2 separate regions of the Gossypium hirsutum genome follow, and region 1 is linked to region 2. A link is a contact called in public Hi-C data. All regions are on one chromosome and are shown on one strand. Each heading gives the region's core, a stretch centred on a gene start, on an enhancer-like site or on the middle of the called end of the contact. The rest is flanking DNA. Distances are from core to core; before and after follow the strand shown. Region 1 holds the start of LOC107962900 (probable sugar phosphate/phosphate translocator At5g25400). Region 2 holds the start of LOC107962901.

Evidence for each region. Hi-C and Micro-C count contacts between places; a contact is called where the count stands out from the background.
Region 1: a Hi-C map of leaf shows a contact between it and region 2, with 2.5 times the contacts expected there. The contact joins the promoter of LOC107962900 here to the promoter of LOC107962901 in region 2. A contact is called at or near these places in 14 of 34 Hi-C or Micro-C datasets (anther, callus, hypocotyl and 2 more).

The regions. Positions count from the first base shown.
Region 1 is chrA06:36,933,325-36,938,233 of Gossypium_hirsutum_v2.1, reverse strand. It overlaps LOC107962900 (probable sugar phosphate/phosphate translocator At5g25400), which reads left to right and starts at 3,199. Exons shown (of 1, transcript XM_016899453.2): 1 at 3,199-4,819. The coding sequence starts at 3,368. The coding sequence ends at 4,417.
Region 2 is chrA06:36,787,686-36,791,959 of Gossypium_hirsutum_v2.1, reverse strand. LOC107962901 reads left to right here and starts at 2,646. Exons shown (of 5, transcript XR_005928630.1): 1 at 2,646-2,854; 2 at 2,962-3,741; 3 at 3,835-4,274.

The sequences.
Region 1 (4,909 bases), core at 1,950-4,449, 150 kb before region 2:
TAAATTTTTACATCATGTAATAATTATTTGAAGTAATAAATAATAAAAATTATTAAAATATATTAATTATTTTGATAATTCAAATATAATACTTATAAAAGTTTTCTCTTATCAAAGCATTAGTTAAAACAATAAAAAAAATTGATATATTGTAAAATAAACTCTTCACTATTTAATTTTTATTTTTAATTGTTTTAATAGTCAATAAATTGACTATAATAATTTTTAAATAATATATAATTAATATGTAGCAAAAAATATCAAGTAAAAAATAAAAAAAATTTTAAAAATGATTGTAAAAACTTTTTTAAGTAATAATTTTTAATTAAATTATAATTATTTTTAAATATATAATTATTACAAAATTTATTTTACCTCAAAATTTTTAATTAATATTTCTAAATTAAATATTATAATTATTTTAAGTGTCAATATATAAAAATAAAAATATTTTTGTGAATTCAAAAATTTTTTAAACTCATATTTTTATATATATATCATGGAAAATATCTTATCACTGTACCGTTGGTTATTATTAATATTATAATAAGATGTATATATATACATAAATATATAATTTTTGGTTGCTGTGGAATGATTGTTTACTGACGAACGTGGTAAAGGTTCATAGGGGTATGTCTGAGGATGTGCATTGCCTTTGGTGCGGGGTTGCTACAGAGACTGCTATGCATGTTGTTCGGGATTGCCACTTTGCGAAAGGGGTGTGGCACTCCATCGTCCTTGGGTCATGGACGAATGCTTTTTTATGGCTCGTTGCAGGAGTGGCTTCGGTGGAACATGCAGAATAGGGGCAGCATAGAATGGACGGATGGTGAATGGCCGGCATTGTTTGCTGGCGCCTCTGGAAGAGCCGGAACGAGTTAGTTTTCCGCAATTCCAGCAGCAGCATAGATGAGTTAGTGGTGTCGACTGTTGAATGGGCGCGTAGCATGGCTAACATGAGTCTGCATGAACAGCTATCGGGTGGCTAGGCAAGTCATCACTCATCACCGCTAGCGCCCGTCGGATGTGGGCTGGTTTAAGGCCAACACGAACAGGGCGTTCTCGAGTAGCGGTCGGGCAGAGGGGTTGCTCGAGAGTTGGTAGGTGAGTGGCTGGTTGGTTTCGCTATGAAGGTTCAAGGATTGTTGACTTTTCAAGTTAAAGCCCGAGCTGCGTACAAGGGTCTCTGGTTTGCTTGCGATAGGCGTTTAGAGGAGTTGAACTAGAAAGCAATAATACGCTTCAGATAATGAGTTGTCTTGATCAGCTATACCAACGTTCATGACAGGTTCAGATGAGATATGCTCGGCAAAAACATGTAAGTAAAGATAATGGCTTCTCTCTACTTTTAAGTATTGACATCAGTCGTGTGTAGTCTCTATACTAATTTGTTTTTGCCAAAGGAATTTAAATAATAAAAAGGACAGACAAAAAGGTAGTTAGATTTACAGGCTGGTACTATAATCATCAATAATCATCATTACTACTTGATTATATTAACAGTCACAAGTCCTTTCAGTTGTCGGTGGAGGGACATTTATAAATTTCCTTTTATTTCCTTAAGTTCTCAAAATACATTTTTTTAATATGATTAAACATCATATAGTAATAGCAAAAAGAAAAATTAATATAAAAAAAATTAGTTTGCTGACTTTTGCAGTGCGAGGGTTAAACTTGAGCTACTAAATATATGCTATTTTATATCTATTTTAAAAAATAACTTTTCAACTTAAATTATAACCAAATATATGAGAAGATAAGTAATTGTGATCATAAATTTGTTTTCTTTTTCGAAATCATAAAATTTTAATAAGTGAAAAAGTTAAAATTGGTGTAGAATTTAATATTAAATTAATAAATTTGTGTAAAAGTAATAAAAATAAAATTTAAAGCCGTAAATATTTAAAAGCAAAATTAAAACGTGAATAGATTATAACGAAGTTGATCTTTTTCCAACATCTGACATGAAAAATAAATAAAATATTGTTATATTATTTATGTAAGATTTTTTAAATGTGGTTTGTTGTGGAATGCACTGACTGACATTCAAATGCAAGAGGTTTTTTTGTATGGAATTACATGTCGGTTATTGGTAGGAGGATTAATATGCATTAAGTTTGGTTGTTTAAGTTTTGATTATTAAATTTTTATGATTTAATTAAGTTAAGTTAGATCCGATTCTGATTAATTGAGTCAAATTTTTATAGTATAAATTCTTAAAAATGAAATAAAATTTGTCCACCGAGTGTTAGCACATAGAAATGAGTTTAGTTCAATTCAATTCATTTTTTTTAAATCGTTCATGTTAATTCAAATAAGTTTGATTCTTAACTTTTCATATAAAATTTGAGTTTTGAGTTTTTTTTTTTAACTTATTTTGATAAGTGAGTTTTATTTTGTAACTTTTGAATTTTTTAAACTAGTTTTAAAGTATTTTTCATGGCTATTAAAAATTAATAATTTTTTAAGTAAATAAAATTAATTAATAACTTTTGTATTGCATTTCTTTAAACAATATTTTTATATAAAAAAATCAAGTTATTTATACTATTTAAAATATAAAATATTTAATTTAAAATCATAAAAAATTAAAATTAATTATTCAATTAAATTAAAAAATTCAGCTCTGTTTAATTCGAAGAGCCACGTTTTTTAACTTGTATCCTACAAATCATCGAAACACCACGGTTCAAATTGATCTTTAATTTTTTATTTTTGTGATTGATATTGCAATAAGTAAGAGGTCATCATGAGTTTATGCGTGCTTAAGAGTTCAATATCCTCTAGTTTAAGGATTAGAGAATTTATGAATAATTTGGATTTAGATTATCTCAATTATATATTAGTTTTGAGTTCAAATAATTTTAAGTTTAGGTAATTTGAGTTTTTTTGTCTCGAATTTATTTTTTTGTATCTAGATATGTTCGGTATGAATCATTCAGGATAGGTCATTTTCAGGTTAAATAAGTTCAAATTATTGAATTTTTATAACTAAATTAAATTAAATTTATTTTAAATTTAAATTAATGGGATGAAAATTTAAATTTAAATAATTGCATCGAATTTAAATTTAAATTATTGGGGTCAAAATTTTGAGTGGATCTTAAAATTAAAAAAGGGAAATGGTATCAAACTATAGAGAAAAAAGCCCATAAAGAGGCCCATTCCATCAACATAAAGAAAACACACCTTAAACAAAAAAGATAACATCCTTCACTACATTAAAAAAAAAAAACAAATCAAATCTTGATTTTTCAGCATCCACATAGAGAAAAATCCCCCCACATTCCGATCTCCGATCTCCGATCAATTCTTCCACCATTTTTTCCGATCCGGGCACCTCTCAAAACCCCAAAAACAAGCAATGGGTAAAGGCGGTTCATTGAGCGACGGCGTCATCAAGAAGATCCTTCTCTCCTACACCTACGTAGCAATCTGGATCTTCCTCAGCTTCACCGTCATCGTCTACAACAAGTACATCCTCGACAAGAAGATGTACAATTGGCCTTTCCCAATCTCTCTAACCATGATCCACATGTCCTTTTGTGCCTCCCTTGCTTTCCTCCTCATCAAGGTCTTCAAAGTCGTCGAGCCCGTCTCCATGTCTCGAGACCTTTACCTCTCTTCCGTCGTCCCCATCGGCGCTCTTTACTCCCTCAGCCTCTGGCTCTCCAATTCCGCCTACATTTACTTGTCCGTTTCCTTCATCCAGATGCTCAAAGCGTTGATGCCCGTCGCCGTGTATTCCATCGGCGTCCTTTTTAAAAAAGAAGGGTACAAGAACGATACGATGGTCAACATGTTGTCAATCTCTTTTGGGGTCGCCATCGCAGCATATGGGGAAGCTAAATTCGACACTTGGGGAGTGATTTTGCAGTTGGGAGCTGTTGCTTTTGAGGCTACCAGGTTGGTCATGATCCAAATCTTGCTTACTTCTAAAGGGATCACCTTGAACCCCATTACTTCGTTATATTACGTTGCTCCATGCTGCTTTGTTTTCCTTTTGGTCCCATGGGTTTTCGTTGAGTACCCAGTTTTGAAAGAAACATCGAGTTTCCATTTCGATTTCGTCATTTTTGGGACCAACTCTATATGTGCATTTGCTTTGAACCTAGCTGTGTTCTTACTTGTTGGAAAGACCTCTGCTTTGACCATGAATGTAGCTGGGGTTGTCAAGGACTGGTTGTTGATTGCCTTCTCTTGGTCTGTCATCAAGGATACCGTGACACCCATCAACTTGTTTGGGTATGGACTGGCGTTTTTGGGTGTTGCTTACTATAATCATTCAAAGTTACAAGCTTTGAAGGCCAAAGAAGCACAGAAGAAGACTGCACAAGCAGATGAAGAAGGTGGGAGATTGTTGGAAGAGAGAGAAGGTGAAGGAAGTGGTAAGAGCAGTGAATCTCAGGATTAGATCAGTTCATGGTTCGTACTTCATATTAGGATTATGAAATATGGAAGGGATGTTGCAAATAAGGGCTAAAGGGAGATATTTTGGTGATATGATCCAAAAAGAGCTTGTATTCAATGGCAAAAAACATTGAGGGGATAATGCATTGTGGGTTTTGCTATGTTGTTTCTTTCTATTTTTTAGGTTTACTTATTATGGCCATTTCTTAGTAAAAACATCAGGGGTTTGAGATCATATTTGTTTCTTATTGCACCGGTTAATGTAGGTTAGTAGAGGAAGATGAAATCTCAAAGGCCCTGTATCTTGTTTTTTTTTTTTTTTTGGCTTCCATTGTCTGTTCTTTTTGTGTTGTTGACAAATGTTTCATTCTTGGAGTTTTAATCCTTAATTTATTCATTTATGCTACTTTGTGTTGCTTAGGCGGTGTAATTTTGGCATGTTCCTCTTACACCTATATTGGTATGATGCTTTGAATATGATTGTGGATTTGAGTAT
Region 2 (4,274 bases), core at 1,397-3,896:
ATATTCTAAAATTCATTATTTGTACAATATTAAAGTTTTGGTTTCCATAATGTTATAATGTTAAAAGAGCAGAAGATTGAGAACATGAGAACAAGAAACGGGAAAGGTTTTGACAAAAGAGGAAATTTTGGGTTAAATTTTTGCTTTGAATGACTTTGGGTAAAGCCAAAACTTTGGATTTTTGTTTTGAATAATTTTGGGTAAAATTAGAACTTTGGAAAAAAAATCAAAAGAATGTATGAAATAACTGTTATGCAATTTCATTTGTATGGCTCTCATTAGTTACATACCAGCCAGTGATTTTGAGAAGCATTAGTTACAACTAGAGGTGTGTATAGGCCGGGCTATCTGGCCCAGCCCGAAGGCTCGCCCTAAAAATGGGAGGGTTCGGGTAAAAACATAGGCCCGAAATATAGGTTTGGGCAAAAAACGAGGCCTGTTTAAAAAATAGGTCGGGCCTCGAGTAAAACTTTTTTGGCCGAAGCCCGACCCGAATTATATACTAAAAATATATACTTTTTTTATTTTTAATCATATTTACATTTTATTTTCAGTTTTAATATAACAATTTTTTATTATATTTTCAATTTGTGTATTGTTTTAAGAATTGTTTTAGTCTCATTTTTTATTTATTTCTTGTTTTAATATTTATTTTTATATTTTTAAATATATTTGATTTATTATATTTTAAAATTTTTTATTTAATGAAATAAGCTAAAACAATTTAATATGGGCCAGGCCGGGTCGGACTCGGGCTTAATAATTTTATTTCGGATCGAGCTTAGACAAATTTTTAGGCCCATATTTCGGGCCAAACTGAACTCGAGCCTAGAAAATGGACTTGAAATTTTGTCTGGACCCAGCCCAACCCGGCCATGCACACCTCTAATTAGAAGAACTATTTTCTTAAAGACGAGTTTACATGATTTCATGAAATCATGAAGAGCCATACAAACCATTTGGTTGGGCATAATGGATTGGAACCCTTGGGTCTCTAATATTCACCGTGGTTGGTCGGAGGAACGACGACGATGGTGAGTGCTAGCGATAGTTTTCGTGCACCTAAAGTTTCGGCTGGAAAAGCTGAACTTCTACTAGGAAAGAAGAAAGAGAAACGAATAAAGAAAAAAACAAGGGAAATCTTTTAATATTAAGAGAAAAATAAAAAATGCATTCGGGCATTTGAGTTCGATCGGCTTAAACCATCAAATCAGATTTTTTTTAATGGAAACAATTTTGATGGAAGGAAAGTAAATGAGATACAATAATCAAAATTAATATAAGGATGAAATGATATTAAGCTTATTATATTTATTTACATATATAAAAAATATTTAAAAGAATATCGATAAACTTAAAAATATGATACTATAGTAATTACCTTAATCTCAAAATTACCAGTCACCTTAGGAAGGGGTGAACAAACAATTCCCATTAGAGTTTTTCTCATTTTTTTAGGTTCTTGGGAATGCAAAATAAGGTTTCATTTGTATATTCTTTTTTACTTTCCAGGCTGGCAAAGGCATTCCTCGAAGTTGGTAAGATATATTCTTTAACCTTGTCGGACATGGCTGATCAACCACCCCCTTCTCTATGTACTTCGGTTAAAATATACACTTTAAATAAAGTAAAAATTATTAACTAAAGTTTGACATTTAATTTTTATATTTAAAATTTTAAATAATTCTATTCACACTATTAATATCTCAAATTAAAATTCAAGATTAATATATTTATTATATCTTTGTCAATTTGAATTTGGTTAGACAAGCTCTTATTTTTCCTATAAATACTTTTATTGAATACAGTTTTCACATAATTCTATATGTATTTATGAGATCGAGTATGAAATTTTATTTACTCACTTTAAATTGAGTATCTGTTTCCCTCCTTTTTCAGCTAGGATTAGAAATCCTATATTTTACATATTCATACAATTGAGTCTTTGGGTTTTCAAAATAGTATAAGAAGAAATGTTTCGAATCATTGCTATTTGACTCGAATCTATTCTAAAAGAGTCGAGGCATTTCGAATTGTTTGTTAAAACGAACAAAGTCAAGGAAAACCTTTGAAATTATTTCAATATTGGACATTGGACATGTAATAGTTCCGATGTCGGTTAGTAAAGAGATTTCTCTCCACTCAAAATTTTAATATATTAAGCATTCATTCTGAATTTCATTTACCTATCTGACTATTAATTTTAAAATAAACGTATTAGTTTCTTTCAACACTATCCCTCTCCTTCTCCACCTCTATTAATACCAAATAATATTTATACAATCATATTATTTTCAAAAACAATTTTTCATTCATAATATAAACATAATAATAAGTAAATTTTGAAGGAAAATAATAATTATATAAATCATTGAATTAGAATTCTTAATTAAAAAATAACATGATTTAATTATTATCAAGTATTCAAAATAAAGATACCAGTTATATAAATTAAAAATTTCCCCGACAATGGCTTTTCATTTGTCCCGTAGTTGCCTTGCGATTCCTTTTGAGCAGTACCCGATCACATGCATGAGCATTTAAAAGTAGCTTTATCCCATGATTTAATCAAACATTGTAAGCATATCTTTTGAAAATAAAATAATGTGTGCTTTATTCCTTAATGATTTATTATAAATACCGGGCATCAAAGCTAATTAAAGAAACAATTCAAAGGGCCAAAAAAAAGTAGCCCAAGGGGAAAAATTTGCTAGTGGAAAGAAAATGAAGAGAAGGGTTTCTCAATGGATCATTTTCATAATTGTATGTTTCTTAAGTGAAACAGCTTTCATCTCACCATCACAGGCTACTGTCAATGATCTCAAGCAATCGATGAAGGAAAAACAACTCAAAGGTAAGTATTCTTTTTTTTTTCTTATTGAAAAAAGAATTTTAAATTTTGTAAATGGAGAAAATAGATCACGAAATTTAATAAACCCATTTAATTTTTTTTCCATGCAGATTTTTTGGATAGACATGAAAAAACAATCAAGGGTTGGCATGAAGCACTTCATTTGAAGATGGTTCAAAGAGAAAAGAAAGTAATTATTGAGCAGAAGAAGAAAGGAGGGAAAGGAGGCGGAAGCTATGGCGGTGGAAGTCTTCTTCGACCTCGTGCCAAAAAGAGTGCAGCAAACTTTCTCCATCCAACAACATTCCTTAGATTTCTATTACCTGGTTTAATCCCCACTATGTTCTTTTTATAACTTGGATATAAGCCCCTATTATATATATATGTACCCCTCAAATATGTGTTAAGTGTTGGTCACTTTTTTATTTTTATTTTTTTTAAAATATCATTTGGAATTTTATTCAATTAATCAAAAAATAAAGCTTAAGCAACAAACGGGCAAAACAATAAAGTTGGGCTAACCCAATCAGCCCAATAATCCAACAAAGAAAGGAGCTTACTCTTGAAGCAATTAATGCGACACAACTCCTGTGATCCAACAACTAGATAGTAACCCCTCAATAATTTATCTTTTTTTTTTTTCCAATTACTAGAAACCATCCGACTTCCATTTCATCTCTCTTCTCTATATGCTTCTTGTCCCCCAACTTGCCAAACTAAGAAAAAACCCAGACCAAAAACATTATCCCCTATGATCCATTTCCACTTATTCTCTAACATACTCAGGAAACCCATTTCTCATCAAGCATCGATCCCCTTTCTTTAGACCTATTGCAGCCAGCAAATGAGCAACCCAATTCGTTAATTTTTGCCCATGTTTAAATTGACAGGTTTGAAATCTTTTACCCAGCCCTTGCCCATCTCTAATATAAGCACAAATTTTTTATTTATCACCCCTCCTTTGTGTATTTTTTTTACAATAGATAGGGCATCTCCTTCAATTTCGACTGTCGTAAACCCCAGATCCAGGCCCAGTTGAACGCATGCAATAGCCTCGACTGCGAACACCAAGGGTACATTATCATTTAACTCAACCCTAAAACTCAATACCCGCCCCATAGAATCTCTAATTGCAATCACTGAGCAAGATTTGCTTTCATGTTTTCTGTATGCTGCATCAAAGTTTATTTTCACAAATGGGTTCTCTGTTGGCTGCCACTTTTTCAACTCCATTCTTTGAACATGTATGGAATTATTCAACCATCTAGTTTTTGAACATAATTCCTAATAAAATTCGTTATGGCTAAACTTGTTTTCCTTTGCCCCTCATGACCAATTTGTTTCTTTCAGTCCATATTACCCATAAAGCACAGACAAAAAGACAACATTGAATGGTAGAATTTTTCTAAAAAAAACCTGGTAA